Linked DNA regions of Mus musculus: regions 1 and 3 are each linked to region 2. A link is a contact called in public Hi-C and HiChIP or PLAC-seq data. All regions are on one chromosome and are shown on one strand. The core of a region is the stretch at or near the end of the contact, and the rest is flanking DNA. Distances in the headings are between cores, read along the strand shown. Region 1 holds the start of Nhlh2 (nescient helix loop helix 2). Region 2 holds the start of Slc22a15 (solute carrier family 22 (organic anion/cation transporter), member 15). Region 3 overlaps Slc22a15 (solute carrier family 22 (organic anion/cation transporter), member 15).

Region 1 (4,500 bases), core at 951-3,450, 86 kb after region 2:
GATATGGAAACCAAGAACCATAGTGTACAATATATAGTCTCTAAGGGGGATAGGAGAAGAGGAGCCATCTGTGCCTGGGATGTCTTAGAAATGGCAAATAGGGAGGGGGATGGGAGCTTTCCCACCAGAGAGAATGTACCTGTGTGGAAACCCATGTTGTGTCTATAATGGCGTGTCTAAGCATAATTGTGTGCGTATCTGGAATGTTTCTACACAGCTTTAGTCGTGTATTAATTTATGAATATGCAGGTTGTCGATGGCCTGGCTATAAAAGCGAATTGGTCTGGACTCACATGCACCATAGCAGAATCAGGCCAGCCATGGTTTGAGCATCCTCTTTCCCATCCAACTCCCAACACGAGGGTGACCAGGGACACGGGCCACTCCTATCCTAGCAGCTGTGCTTTCTAGAGCTCAGGTAACAAAAGCCACCACAGTTTTCAGTCCATCTGCCCAAGCATCTAATTGAGCCAGACAGCTTGTGTGAGCTCTAGATGGTGAGGAGACATGAGTATCTGAGGGTGCGCATCTGTGTGTACATCTCTGTTGTGTGTTAGTGCTTAGTGTTGGCTGCTGCTAGCCAGGCTGGGAAACCTTCCTCTCTCCCACATCGTCACTCCTGGCTCCCACCAGCCCTGCAGGGAAGGGGCTTCTCTGCTTGCCCATCTCTATGCTTGGGGATACCTGGGTTGAGCAGAGGTGAGGCTGAGCAGCACTGGTACCATATTCCCTTCTTTCCCTCTACCCTGCCTATTCTGGCCCATTACCCTCCTGGAGCTGATGTGAACAAAGGCAAACAATATACATCACAGCCATGAGGAACCCAGAGGGCCACTCTCTAGGTGGGTAGCTCTACAGCCCTCCCCTGAGGACAATACCTCTTTATAGGACAAAGGTGATTATGAAGAGAAAGTGAAGGTTCTCCTCTCCACAAAAACTCACCTAGGAACAGGGAGACAGGAGGTTGGCTATTATTCTCTCATTTCCTCTAAGCTTAATCAATCTAAAAAAAAATAGTATTTGGGTGTGATGGTACATGCCTTTAATCCCAACACATGAGAAGCAGAAACAAGCATATCTCTATGAGTTTGAGGTCAGCCTGGTCTCCATGGTGAGGGTCAGGCCAGCCAGGGCTGCATAGTGAGACCTTGTCAAAAATACCAAAAAGAAAGAAAGACAGGAAGGAAGAAAGGAAGGAAGATAGACAGAAAGAAGACAGAATTAGTGGTATCACTGGCAATGTGTAAATAATAGCAAATAATATATAATTGATAGTGACTAACAGTAAATTTCCCTTAATTTTGTAAAACACATAAATTTGGGACTGGAGGTCATCTTAGGCAAAGGCATTGCATGCTAGAATACTTAATATTTACATTTTAGCACAATTACATTGCCACCCAGCTAAATATATTCACTCACGTGTTAGGATGGGCAAGAATAAAGTACTGTCTTTGCACATACTGTGTGTCATATTTTACAGCGAATAATGAACATGAGTAAATGGGTAAAGAAAAAGAAAACCAAACATAACTCAAAAAGTAGAATTATCTAGTGGTCTCTAACTACTTGGATTCTGCTCCTAATTCCACCAATGATTTAAACTAATGTGTCAAACGTCCTTTAAAATATCATCTATTAATAAGCTGGTCTCATAGTAGAACCTTTCTCCAAAACATCCATATGCTTAAATAATCATGATTAAAGCATCCTCTAAAAGACACTTCACTTTACATAAATGTTAGCATTGCCTGTCTGGATCGTTCACCTTAATTACAGTGTCATAGACAGAATATGCTTTCATGTGCCCAGCACAACTATTTTTCTAACTATTGATTTAAAAAAATGCTGGCTCACAAAATGCCAGAGGAATTTTCCATGTTCATATAGTGTCTACTTGCACTTAAATATTGCATCAATAATCTGAAAACAAGGAACCGCCTGTGTGGCCAGACGCTGTAGATGCTATGGCTTCTATCATGGGCTGCTTTCAACTGCTATATTTTATGGCACAGATTCAGTGGGAATCTGATCTGCTAAAATATTTGGGCTGTGAAAACTCCCACACTGTGACAGATGTCAAGTCCAATTAAGTGACTCGTGTCCAGGTTTCTGTCCAATAGGATTTCCCATTAAATATCAATTTAGGGGGAAAAAATTCCATCCCCCTTCTTAAGCCTTTATCTCTTCCACCATCTCCAGGCTAAATCAATTGGTACCAGAAGAGCCAAGAAGCCACACAGGCAGCTGCCTCTCCTCTCTGGCTCTCCCAAGCTCCCCTTTCTCTGCTTCCCTGTCACTGTTACTCCAGAAGACGTCCACTTCTCTCCAATCTCTCTCCAGCATCTCCAAGCTACTGACTATATACATTTCACCACAAGGTAAAGAGGGGAGGGAGTGGGGTAGGGTAGGGGGTGTAACCAAACCTTGAAAGACTTTGAAACTGCAAAATTGGCGTCTGCTTATACAACACAGAAGTAGATGAGGGACAAGACAGAGGCAACCTTAAGCCCTAGTTACTGTATTGTTGTTCCTGGGAACTGGGGAGACACCGGCTGAACAAAGCATTATCTTGAAGAAGAAGAGAAAAATCACTTCTGAGCCCCTTCCATCCCTGACCGCACTTCCCAGTTTCGCCCCAGCCCGATTAAGGGAAGGGAAGGAGTCCTCAAGGAATGGAATTTTATCTTAACCATCTTTCTTATTGATTATTCTGCTATTAGAAAGTGGAGGAATCGTCCCTTTGATGTGATTGTTTTTATCTCAGCATCTCTTTTGTTATTTATACAGCCCTTTGAGTGGGGAGGCGTGAGGTTTCAACACTTCGACTTATAAAGATCAACAACGAATTTTCCTGAAATGTTTAAGAACAGTTAAAAACAAACCAACAAACAAACAAACGGGCGTTTTCAATCCATCAACTAAGTGAACAACCATACACCCGCTAAGACACCGCCGCTCGTTGTGGTGGTCGGCGAGATGACAGCTGCTTTTTCATCTGCGAATGTAATAAATATTGGCTGCTTTTAATATTTGCCAGGATCTCTCCTCCTTGTTTCCTGGAATTTTAACTCTAAAAGATTGACGAAAAGATTATCGACAGGGCTCTTGCAAGGTAAGACATCTTCACGTCTCTTTTTCTTTAGATTAAGTTGAGTCATATTGTATTTTATAGATGTATTCCTCACACATGGTCATAGACTTAAATGCCCACGAGAAATACCATTTATGACTATTTAAATATCTGGAGGATTTAAACGCGTGGGGGGACAGCCCGGGAACTTTTTGTCCGATCTGTAACTATGTCGTGGTTTGCTATGATTTTTCTCCCTGTGTATTTCTACCTCTTCACGCCAACTGCGTAGGTGTGAGTTGTTTCACTTATAAACGTAGAGAAAAGCCTGGGGGGCGGGGGGAGCAGCATGCAGTTCGTTTGGTTCATTTATTGTTATTCTGAGGATCCGTTTTCCTTGCACGGAAAGCTGTTTCTGAGCTCAGGTCTCTCCTGGGCAAATTCGAGGCCAGGAGCCGAACCTACATCCCCTCCCTGGCTTTTGTTTCTCTGAAGCGAGGCTCTTACTCAGGAGCCTTGCCTGTGAGGGGCAAGGCGGGGTACAGAGGTCATAGCCCGGTCGTCCCTCCTGGTGGCGGAGGCCCAAAAGCTCAGCTCAGGCAGGTTTCTATCCCCATCTGCCCACCCAGATCACCCGCAAGCCCAGTGGTTCTCGAAGACGCGAAGGCCCTCGAGCTGCCGGCCCGAGGTGGCTTTTCCAGGAGGGCATCGTCTGGGGAAAGCCCGGCGCAGACACGGGGCCGCGGCCAGGCCTCCCTGGGCCGCCGGTGGGCTGCGGGGCTCCGGTCCCCTAAGCTCACGAACTTCACCCGCACAGATACAGCTTGCGCCCGGGGCGTCCCGCACTGGTGCCTCGGAGTCCATCCCTCTCTGGCCCTCCCCAGCCCCTTCGCCCGCAGCGACCTGGCCGCCTGCGTTTTCCCGGGAGGTAGTCGGCAGACTGCCGGGCATTGTGTGATCCACGTCCCTAGGTCCCCAATGTGTGTGGCAGTCTGCGTGACAGATGGTGCTCCGGGAGAGTATGAGGGCCGAGGAGTCAATTTTCTTTTGAAAGGACCGAACACATGTGTTCGGTCATTTCTTTATTATTTCGGAGAAACGCGGGGAGGGGACGGCAAGAAAGCCTTCCCGGCCTAGGTTCCAGGATGGGGTTCGCCCGCACCCCAGCGTAGCCCAGACCCTCAGGCGCTGGGAGTCTCCAGCTGCCTTGCCCTAGGCCCTCGGGTGGGAAGCACACTCTGCATCTCCATTAAAACCCAGATGCATCCATCCTTCGGGCATCCATCCCTTCGGGATCTTTCCTGTGTCTGGGAAGGGAACGGAGCAAGGGAGGCGGGAGAGAGCAGCTGATGTCTGGCCAGAGGAGACTCAAGATGTCAGCCGGCCCCAGAGGTCCACGGTTCTTCAGCCCCAGCGCCACTGGCCCC
Region 2 (3,913 bases), core at 416-2,915:
TTCTCAGTGCCACACTCAAGATTTGATTCTAAGTTGGCAACCACCTGGCTAGGCAAATAAGATGCTAACACAAGAAGTGGAGCAGAGAAGTGGCCAAAAGGATTGCCAGGAGAGGGGATATATACTTGGAACTCCTGGTTAGATGGAATATTGTCAAAGAAACCATTATACATGAAGACCAGACATTGCAGTTGCAGTTCTATTTCTCTATACTAATTCTTACTCTGCTAAGAGAAAGGCTTCCAAGTATCACCACTTGAACCGATGTTCTGCCTGGTGCTGAAGTCAACTGAAGATTTTAATGGGGAAAGAGAATCAGTAGATTAAGTTTTACCTTACTGCCTCTCTTCCTGCTGCAGCATCAACACAACGTTGAAGCAACTTGTGGGCTCTGGTTATAACCGCGGCCAGCCAGTACTTCCCTTGCAATAATACCTTAACTTACTTAGCTCAGCTGTCAGCCTCACAGTGTCAGTGTCACAGACCACTTCATCCCAGGATTGCAAGCCTCCGGGACAGGGAGCTAGCTTCATTTTCTGGCCCTGGTGGTAGGGATCAAACCCAGAGCCTTGCACATCTAGGGCTTTACCACTGACTGACCTGCTTCCTAGGGACAATCTGAGCTGCTCAGGCTGGCTTTGAATTTGCCTAGAAGAAGAGCCATCCTTCTCCTGCCTCAGTTTCCATAGTGCTAGGACTACAAGAATGAACCTCTTAAAGAGCCCAAGGACTCCTAAAATCAAGAGTTTTAGGTTGAGGTGTGCAGCTGGTTTCTGAGAATTCAATACAATGAACCACACTGTGTGGATGGTATCATTTCCCTAGACCAAAGCTGGCCTCGGAGCTTAATAACCCAGTAGAACTTTAACTAGAGAGAAATAAATTCCCGTGGATGGAAAGCCCCTTTAATAGGAAGCCTCCCTCAATCTCAGAGAGGGCTGAAGGAGGCCATACTAGCTAGACCTGATCTTTTGTGGGCAGGTTGTCCATGCTTTCTCTGTCTCACTCTGTAAGGGGTTAGGGTGCCGAATCCTTTTGATCCCGGGTAATGGGTTTCATCTTTCAACTAGCTCTGGTGGCGAAGTGTCAGTGCCAGGCTCTGGGTGACAGCCTGGGAGAGCTCAGTGGCTGGCCCGCCACCGCGCGGCGCCCGCCCGCCCCCTCCCTCCCTGCGCTCTCGCGCCACACCTGGGGCCAGCCTGAGCTGAGAGCGCCCCGGGGGCCGCGGGGAGCCGGGGACTCACCTGCAGCAGCACAGCCAGCAGGAAGCACAAGTACATCTGATAGAGGCCCATCTCGCCCACCGCCTGGAACGCCTCCTCCACCTCCATGGCGGGCTCGCGCCCGAGGACCCGGCCGCCACCGCGACGGAGGACCTGGCTGCGCGGTGGCTGAAGATCGGGCGACGGAGCGACCGAGGACTGAGCCGGGCGGGGACGGAGGGCCGAGCGGCAGGGACCGGGAAGGAGGACCGGGCGGACCGCGGCCGAGGCGGGGACAGAGGACTGGGCCGAGCCGGGGGTGGAGAACCGGGCGGGGCTGGGGCCCAGGCGCAGGCGGGACCCTGCAGACGACCGGGTCCGGGGTCGCGGCGGAGATGCGATGCTGGTCGCCCCGGCGCGGCCTCCCCGCTTCCTGTCAGAAGTGACAGGAATTTTTGGCGAGCGGTTGGCTGGCGCGCGGAAGGGAAAGAGGAAGTGGGTGCGGCGCGGGCGGCCAGGGCGACTCACGGGAGGGGCCGGCAGCTCCACGCCGTGTCCCGCGGGGTTCGCCCCTTCGCACAAAGCGGTGGAATGCGGGGGCGCTCAGAGCTCTAGAGCCTTCCGAGAAGAGGGCCGGGAGGCATCTGTCCCCTTCCTCCTTTGTCTTGCTTTAGGTACACAGGGTCAGATGTAAGCTCCGCGCCTCGAGACATCCACTTAGTAGTGCCCACTAGGCCCACGGACAAGGGACAAGGGACAAGGGCAGGGGGTCATGGTTGCCAAGGTCTGTCAATGGAGTTTGGCACAGGGCTGAAGAAGTGTGGGGACAGATTACTAGTGGCCCCACACCTAATCCTGTTTTGTTTTTAAACTATTGCAAGTATCTAAACCAGCATATCTCAACATGTGGGTCAGGACCAAAGACCCTTTCACAAGGGTCAGATATCAGATATTTACATTACAATTCATAACAGTAGCAAGATTACAGTTATGCAATAACAAAAAATTATTTTTATGGTTAGGGGGTCACCACAACACGAGGAACTGTGTTAGAGAGTCACTGCATTAGGAAGGTTGAGAACTACTAATCTAAACTATCGCTAAGTTTACCTTTGCTTTCTGTTGGTGTGATAATAGCATGACAGAAGAAACTTGGGGGCGGGGGGGGGGGTGGAGTTTATTTGGCTCACAGTTTCTCTCAGAGCCCATCATTGCTGGGAAGTCGAGGCACCAGGAACTTAAGCAGCTAGTAACATGGCATCCACAGACAAGAACAGAGGGCAGTGATGTGATGGATGCGCTCACCAGTGATCAGCTAGTTCCCTCACTCATTCGTTCAGACTAGGGCCCAACCTATGAAATGGCCTCACACATATGGGGGGGGGGGGCTTTCTAACAACCCAGTTTTTAAACAAATTCCCTCAGAAGCATGTCCAGGGCCAACCTACTCTAGACTGCTCCTCACTGAGTGAATGGGAACTTCCTTCCCAGCCGAGGCTAGGTTTTGATCGTTAAAACGAACCATCCCCTGAATATAATACAGAGTATAATGGATGACCAGGAGGTCCCCTTGTCTTGCAAGCATTCTTGTTGTGCTTCCACAATTTCCCATTAATTATGTCTGCTGTTTATAACTGCCCTTTAGTGGTCATCTACCTAATTATTGTAATAAAATGATACAATGTTGACTATGGCAGGGTTGGAAGCAGCCAGTGTGGTGGCCACAAAAGATGAATTGGAAGTGCTTAAGCCAGTGGTGGTGGCAGCAGCCATAGAGGCAGCACAGACCTTTGATTCCAGCCCTGGGGAAGCAGAGGCTGGGCTCAGCTACAGAATGAGATCCCTGGCAGCCAGGACTACAAAGATAAAGCAGCAAGACTTCCCTTTAACCATATGGTCTAGCTTTCTTGGCAGGCAGTGCTCTCTGTGAGAAGAGGGAGGGGCAGGGAGGAGAGGGGTCACTCAGCTTTGTTTCTTATTAAAGAACTTTTACTATTTTTTTTTCTAAAAATGTTTCCATTTTTATTTACGACTGTTTTGGGAATAAACTTGCTCATTTTGCCCTCCTAGACCATGATCTGGCTGTATTTGCACCCCACTTTTCGTTATTTTTATTATGACATACTTTGTTTAGTGTTACATAGTTATTTATTAAATAATTCATTATTTGTTTTGCATTTTTCCCACTTTTTTTCTACACAGAAAATATTTGAATATAAAATTGTAGTTCGCAGACTTTGGAATTTTTTTTATATATATTTTGTTTAGCTTTGTTACTTTGTGATTCTTTTACTAGCTAGATAGTGTCAGTGTTTATAGCTTGTTGGCTTTCAACACTTTCTCTCCCTAGCCATCTTTGATTTATTTAAGATAAGCACTGCTGTATCCCAAGTTGGCTTCAAATTTGTTATATAGCCAAGGCTATCCTTAAACTCCTGATCTTCCTGCTTTTGTCTTCTAGAAGGCTGAGAGAGCAGGCTAGCCAGCCTACTGCACCTTGTTACAATCTCCTTTGTAAAGAGTGATTATGTGAAAGGGTATACAATCCTCTAAGTACTATTTACCCTGATTTACCAGTTCTCCTAAGCAGTATTTTGTAATGGTATTGTAATTTGCTCTTTAACCAGTGTTATGTTTTTGAGCATTCTTTTTACCTTTCTAGTTAAAAGTTGTACCTTTTAACATTTTTTAATTATTATTTATTTGAACAT
Region 3 (4,505 bases), core at 800-3,299, 64 kb before region 2:
ACTATCTGTACAAGCAAAATAGGCTACCTACCAAGTAAGACTTCTGTGGCTTTGTACCATCAATACTCATTAGCAGCCATCATAGGGAATAAAATTCATCTTTACAAAGGCAGAGAAATAATTATTAAACTGTGCTTAGAGGACTACCCAGGGAGAAGAAAAATGTAATAATTTATCCAACAAGAGCAGCTGACAGCCAACCGGGCCTTATTACTTGCCACGTAATTCACCCTGTGGTCTGTCCTTCTACCTCTAGGCTGGGAATTACCTGGAGTTCACTTGCTTAGCCAGAAGCGGCAGGAACTTCAGCAGCAGCAGGGAATGAATAAAAAGCCATGGCCCTGCTTCTTCTGCAGCTAGACTGACGGATGCACTTTCTAACTTCTAGTACCAAATTTTCTCTGATGGGTTATTGTAGCTCTTTGTATTCTATATTAACTGTATCCCCTCAAAACTGTTTGCACAAGAGGGTCTGCATGTAGCTTCTGGGGACCTGCCCCCAGTTAACTGTGATTGGTAATTAAAGATGCCAGCAGCTAATAGTTGGGGAGACAAGAAAGAGGATTGGGGTTTCCAGGGCTTGGGACCTGGAGGAGGAGGAAGAGCAGAGCAGCACTGCCTGAGAGTGAGGGCCAGAGAGGCAGAGCTACCGTGTAAAGGTCAGGGGCAGCCAAGATGGAACATAGGAACTAGTAAGTAGTAACTTGGAATTATCGGTGGGAGGTAGAGTCTAACACCATGGAGGGTAGGCAGTTGACCAGCTATTGTGCTCCTTAAAGCATATTAAAATATAAAGGTTGTGTGTGTGTCTTTCATTTGGGAACAAAAACCATTGAGGTGGGAAACAACCTTGTGTAGGGATATATTAAAAATAATACTCCTACAGGTTACATTATATAAAAAGAGTTCAATAACATTTATATATATATATATATAAAATTTATATATATATACATATATATATATATAAATTTACTGCTTTATTTTAAATACTTTATTTGACAAGAATCAAGAGTTTCTGGAAGTCCTTTTCTTCCTCTCCTAAGGAGAGCTGACCTCCATTTCCCAGAGAGGAGAGCAGCAGGACTTCGTGCTTTGGAGTGTGGGACACCCTTTACTGGAATTTGCGGATATGATGTCGCAGGGAGTTCTATAATCTTTCTGACAGCTAGACACAGGATCACCTATGGGGTCTTCACAGCATCCCGGCCAGGCATGTTCCTCATACTGGTAGAAACAGCTCCTCCATACCCAAGGGCACAAAGGAAAAATTATTTAACAGTGGAACAGACCAGTACAGTAAAAGCCCAGACAACACAGAGGAGTCCAGGAACATAGCTGGAGGCAAAGAATGCAGGCTTGCACAGTTTCCAGGGGCATCTACAGAGCACCTTTCTACTCTGTGTGCTTTCTACTCCCAAGAGATTAGCAGACACAGAAATCCTAAACACACAGCCGTTTCCCTGGTCGGGGCGTGATCGATTGATCGATTGCCCACATGTGGACTCCTGGCTTATATGCCATTTGAGAGTGTTCAAGTTTTGTGAGAGACAGGTTATGATTCATTTGGAAATCCACGGAAGCACTCAATGAAAACCCACCATTTTCTTAAAAAACAAAAAACCCTCCACCCTGCCTTTTAAATAACCAGTAGAGGCTGATGCAGGGCAGAGTCCAGCCCTGGTGTGCTGTGCATGTCCCTTGTTGCACACTGACGACACTGTGAGAGACTCTCCCCTCTTAAGTCATTTACAAAGTGCTTAGCGTGTCACTTGCTCGCCACCCTCAGTCTGTAAAGTTTCCTCGTTGGCTGGGCATGATTTTGAAGTTATTGCTGATGCTAGAATCTCACAAAGAAAAACAGTCCCCAAATGCATCCAAGTGGGGGAAAAAAATCGCATGACGCAAGCGTCAAAGGGAGCTTCCCTGCCACAGCCAGCCCTCTGATGAGAAATGCTCCGCTAATTCTGCCCTTTATTAGTGAATGAGCACAGACTAAAGGCACAAGCTGCACCAGCAACCAATGAGCTGGGAACCAGCCAATGAGCTGATGGGAAGCTGGGAGCTCTGTACACATCAACCTGCACCAGAAGATTCCTGGTGGGGGAGAAGCAAGTGACAGGGATGCTTGCTAGGAAGATGACATCTCGGGGAAGGTCTGGCTAACCCTAGTTAAAGTGCGAGCAGTTTCACACACCTGCTCTTAGGTCCCGAGGAAGGGTAGCAGCATGAGGCACCAGTCCTACAAGGTGGATCTGAGCTGTGCAGCCAGAGGCGTGGTGCTGAGCTCAGCCCCAGTCCCGAACAAGTCAGCAATGACTCCCTCAACGCAGCAAGTTCTCCCTTTTGGAATCTCTCCTCCACCGCCTCTCCCATCTGGAAAGCGTCAGTGTGGGCTGAATACATCTCTGGTGCTGAAGCTGAGGCACTAAGGATGATGGGGCTCTGCTTCTGGGCAGGAATGCGGGCTCTTCACTTGATCATCTGGGTCTCCTCATCTGCATCATAGAACTCTTCCTCCTCCTCACTCTCACTGCTGACCTTGTCCAGGGGCTGCAATGGCAAAGGAGATCTTGTAGAAGTGATCATGACAGGCCTTAATGAGAATTACCACCCAGGCACTCACAGTGCAATTTTGCTGTTGTTTTGAGACAGGGACCCATGCAGACCAAGTTAGCTTCCAATTTTCTAAGTAGCTGAGATCACCTTCTGATCTTCCTGTCTCTACCTCTCTAGTGCTAGGTTTACAGGGGTGTACCACCACACTCAGGTTTAGATGGTTCTGGGGATCAAACCCAAGGGCACCTAGATGGTTACAGCATGTGTCTCTATACCTGTGGAGGATCCAAGGTCTGTAGAGATAGCGCTTCCTCTCCTAACCTCCTATATGAGTACATTTGAAGATCAGAAAATGTCTCCAGCAAAGGGCTGTTCAGAGTCTCTGGCAATAGCAGGCTCAGGAGGCCTGAGGTCAGGCCTGTGGCTCCAAACACGATGAAGGGCAGAGACCACTGTACTTCCTTCTGTGGAGACAGGAAGTGGAACAAAACCAAACAAACCATTCAGCTTCTCAGCAGGTGACATCAACAGTTGGGTGATCAAGAACTGCCATGTTTACTGTCTAGTCAGCACCTTCCCACAAGAACACCACACACCATGTTTTCTTTGCTCTAAGATAGTTATCCAGGGAAGTCACATAATGTTTCTTCAGGCATTTAGTGATAGGTCTAAGTGAGCCAAAGGGCTAGACAAGAATATGGACGAGAAGCCTTGGGCCAACCATGTCAGACAAAGCATGGCCATGGCTCTCTGTTAGCATGGCAGGCTCACACTGGCAGAGTTCACAGGAACTCTCAAGTCCAGCTTCCACCTGAGGGAAAAGTCTGCCCCACACTGATCTCCACATTCTCTTCATATGAAGACGGCCCTGGACTATCTGCTGATAATAAACTTTGCAGTGGTCAAATGTGTTATAATGTTCATCATTGAGAGACCCAAGATTTAAAAAGTAGAACCCCTCCCCCCAAAAAGCCCCATGGCACACAGAGTTCATAAACTATTTGAGTTGAATATGGTGCAACTGCTTCAGAGATACAAAGAGCATCCTCAGAGAAAGTCGATGATGCCTTTCAATACACAGGCTCCCAACCATCATGGGCTGGCTCTATTGGTTAGGGTATTTCTTTTCAATGTCCTCTAGAAAAGCCCTTAAAGGCAGCATCAAAACCCACAGTGTAACTAATGCCTTAATGATATTTTATTATATAATAGTACATTGTGATATAATACTCTAAAATATATTTTAGGATTTTAACTGTGTGTGTGTGTGTGTGTGTGTGTTTGTGCATGCACAGATGTGCTGGTGTCCACAGCAGTGGTGGAGTCCCTGAAGTTATAGGAGGTCGTGAGCTGCCTGACATGGGTGCAAGGATCAAACTTGGCTTCTCTGTAACAACAGATGTGTTCTAAGCCATTGAGCCTTCTCTTTAGTCTCTTTTATAAACATCCTAGGATTCAGTGTCTTTGTTAGTTTACATGAGAAAATGTCCTGGACCCTACCCAAGAACGCTGAATAATGAAGGGCCATTCTGACCTTCAGAAGATACAATATCATGGTTACCACATGTCTGACTCTGAGACAGCTCAAGGTCCCATGCCTGATCTCATAACTGTCTATCAATTAAGACGTGTATGGTCTCAGGGTTGAGACAGTCTGCAATTTTAGAAACAACCTTTACTATGAAAGCTGGGGTCTATAATAGCTTGTCAGCTTCATAAACAGGGCTTGGGCTACCTGTAGGACCCTTTCTCTCAGATCTACTGTTCATATCTGACAAAATCCAGGAGAGACCTGCAAGGGCCCCTAGGGCTTTCACAGGACCTGGGCATTTAAGACCTGGAGGGTTTTAAAGGGGTCATTTGTTTCCCCTGATCCCCACCCTTGTTTTGGGTTATAGAATTTTTAAAAATGCCCAAGAGGACGGGGCATGTGTGCTGCTAGGTGT

The links. Hi-C and Micro-C count contacts between places; a contact is called where the count stands out from the background. HiChIP or PLAC-seq counts read pairs in DNA pulled down with a chosen protein or histone mark.
Region 1: a contact with region 2 is called in an H3K4me3 HiChIP or PLAC-seq map of neural tube, with 3 times the contacts expected there. The contact joins the promoter of Nhlh2 here to the promoter of Slc22a15 in region 2. A contact is called at or near these places in 19 of 39 promoter capture datasets (the 3T3-L1 cell line, 3T3-L1-derived adipocytes, cranial neural crest and 11 more), 16 of 484 Hi-C or Micro-C datasets (brain, cerebellar granule neurons, cerebellum and 8 more), 13 of 115 datasets of contacts at active chromatin or transcription factors (cardiomyocytes, craniofacial prominence, differentiating embryonic stem cells and 7 more) and 4 of 9 other capture datasets (adipose tissue, embryonic stem cells, liver and 1 more).
Region 3: a contact with region 2 is called in a Hi-C map of cerebral cortex, with 1.7 times the contacts expected there. The contact joins the enhancer-like site here to the promoter of Slc22a15 in region 2. A contact is called at or near these places in 1 of 484 Hi-C or Micro-C datasets (cerebral cortex), 2 of 115 datasets of contacts at active chromatin or transcription factors (double positive thymocytes and embryonic stem cells) and 3 of 9 other capture datasets (adipose tissue, liver and pancreatic islet).

Annotation. Positions count from the first base shown.
Region 1 is chr3:102,007,945-102,012,444 of GRCm38.p6, forward strand. Nhlh2 (nescient helix loop helix 2) reads left to right here and starts at 2,201. Exons shown (of 3, transcript NM_178777.3): 1 at 2,201-2,381; 2 at 2,791-3,115.
Region 2 is chr3:101,922,788-101,926,700 of GRCm38.p6, forward strand. It overlaps Slc22a15 (solute carrier family 22 (organic anion/cation transporter), member 15), which reads right to left and starts at 1,666. Exons shown (of 12, transcript NM_001039371.2): 1 at 1,245-1,666. The coding sequence starts at 1,331.
Region 3 is chr3:101,857,967-101,862,471 of GRCm38.p6, forward strand. It overlaps Slc22a15 (solute carrier family 22 (organic anion/cation transporter), member 15), which reads right to left. Exons shown (of 12, transcript NM_001039371.2): 11 at 2,835-3,023; 12 at 1-2,553. The coding sequence ends at 2,473. Among named protein-coding and RNA genes, the nearest start is that of Mab21l3, 24 kb to the left of the region's middle. Within about 2 kb of position 2,050, at least 15 of the 459 cell types and tissues checked have an H3K27ac peak or open chromatin away from gene starts, as enhancers often do. A contact at or near this core is called in cerebral cortex and double positive thymocytes, where this site is marked.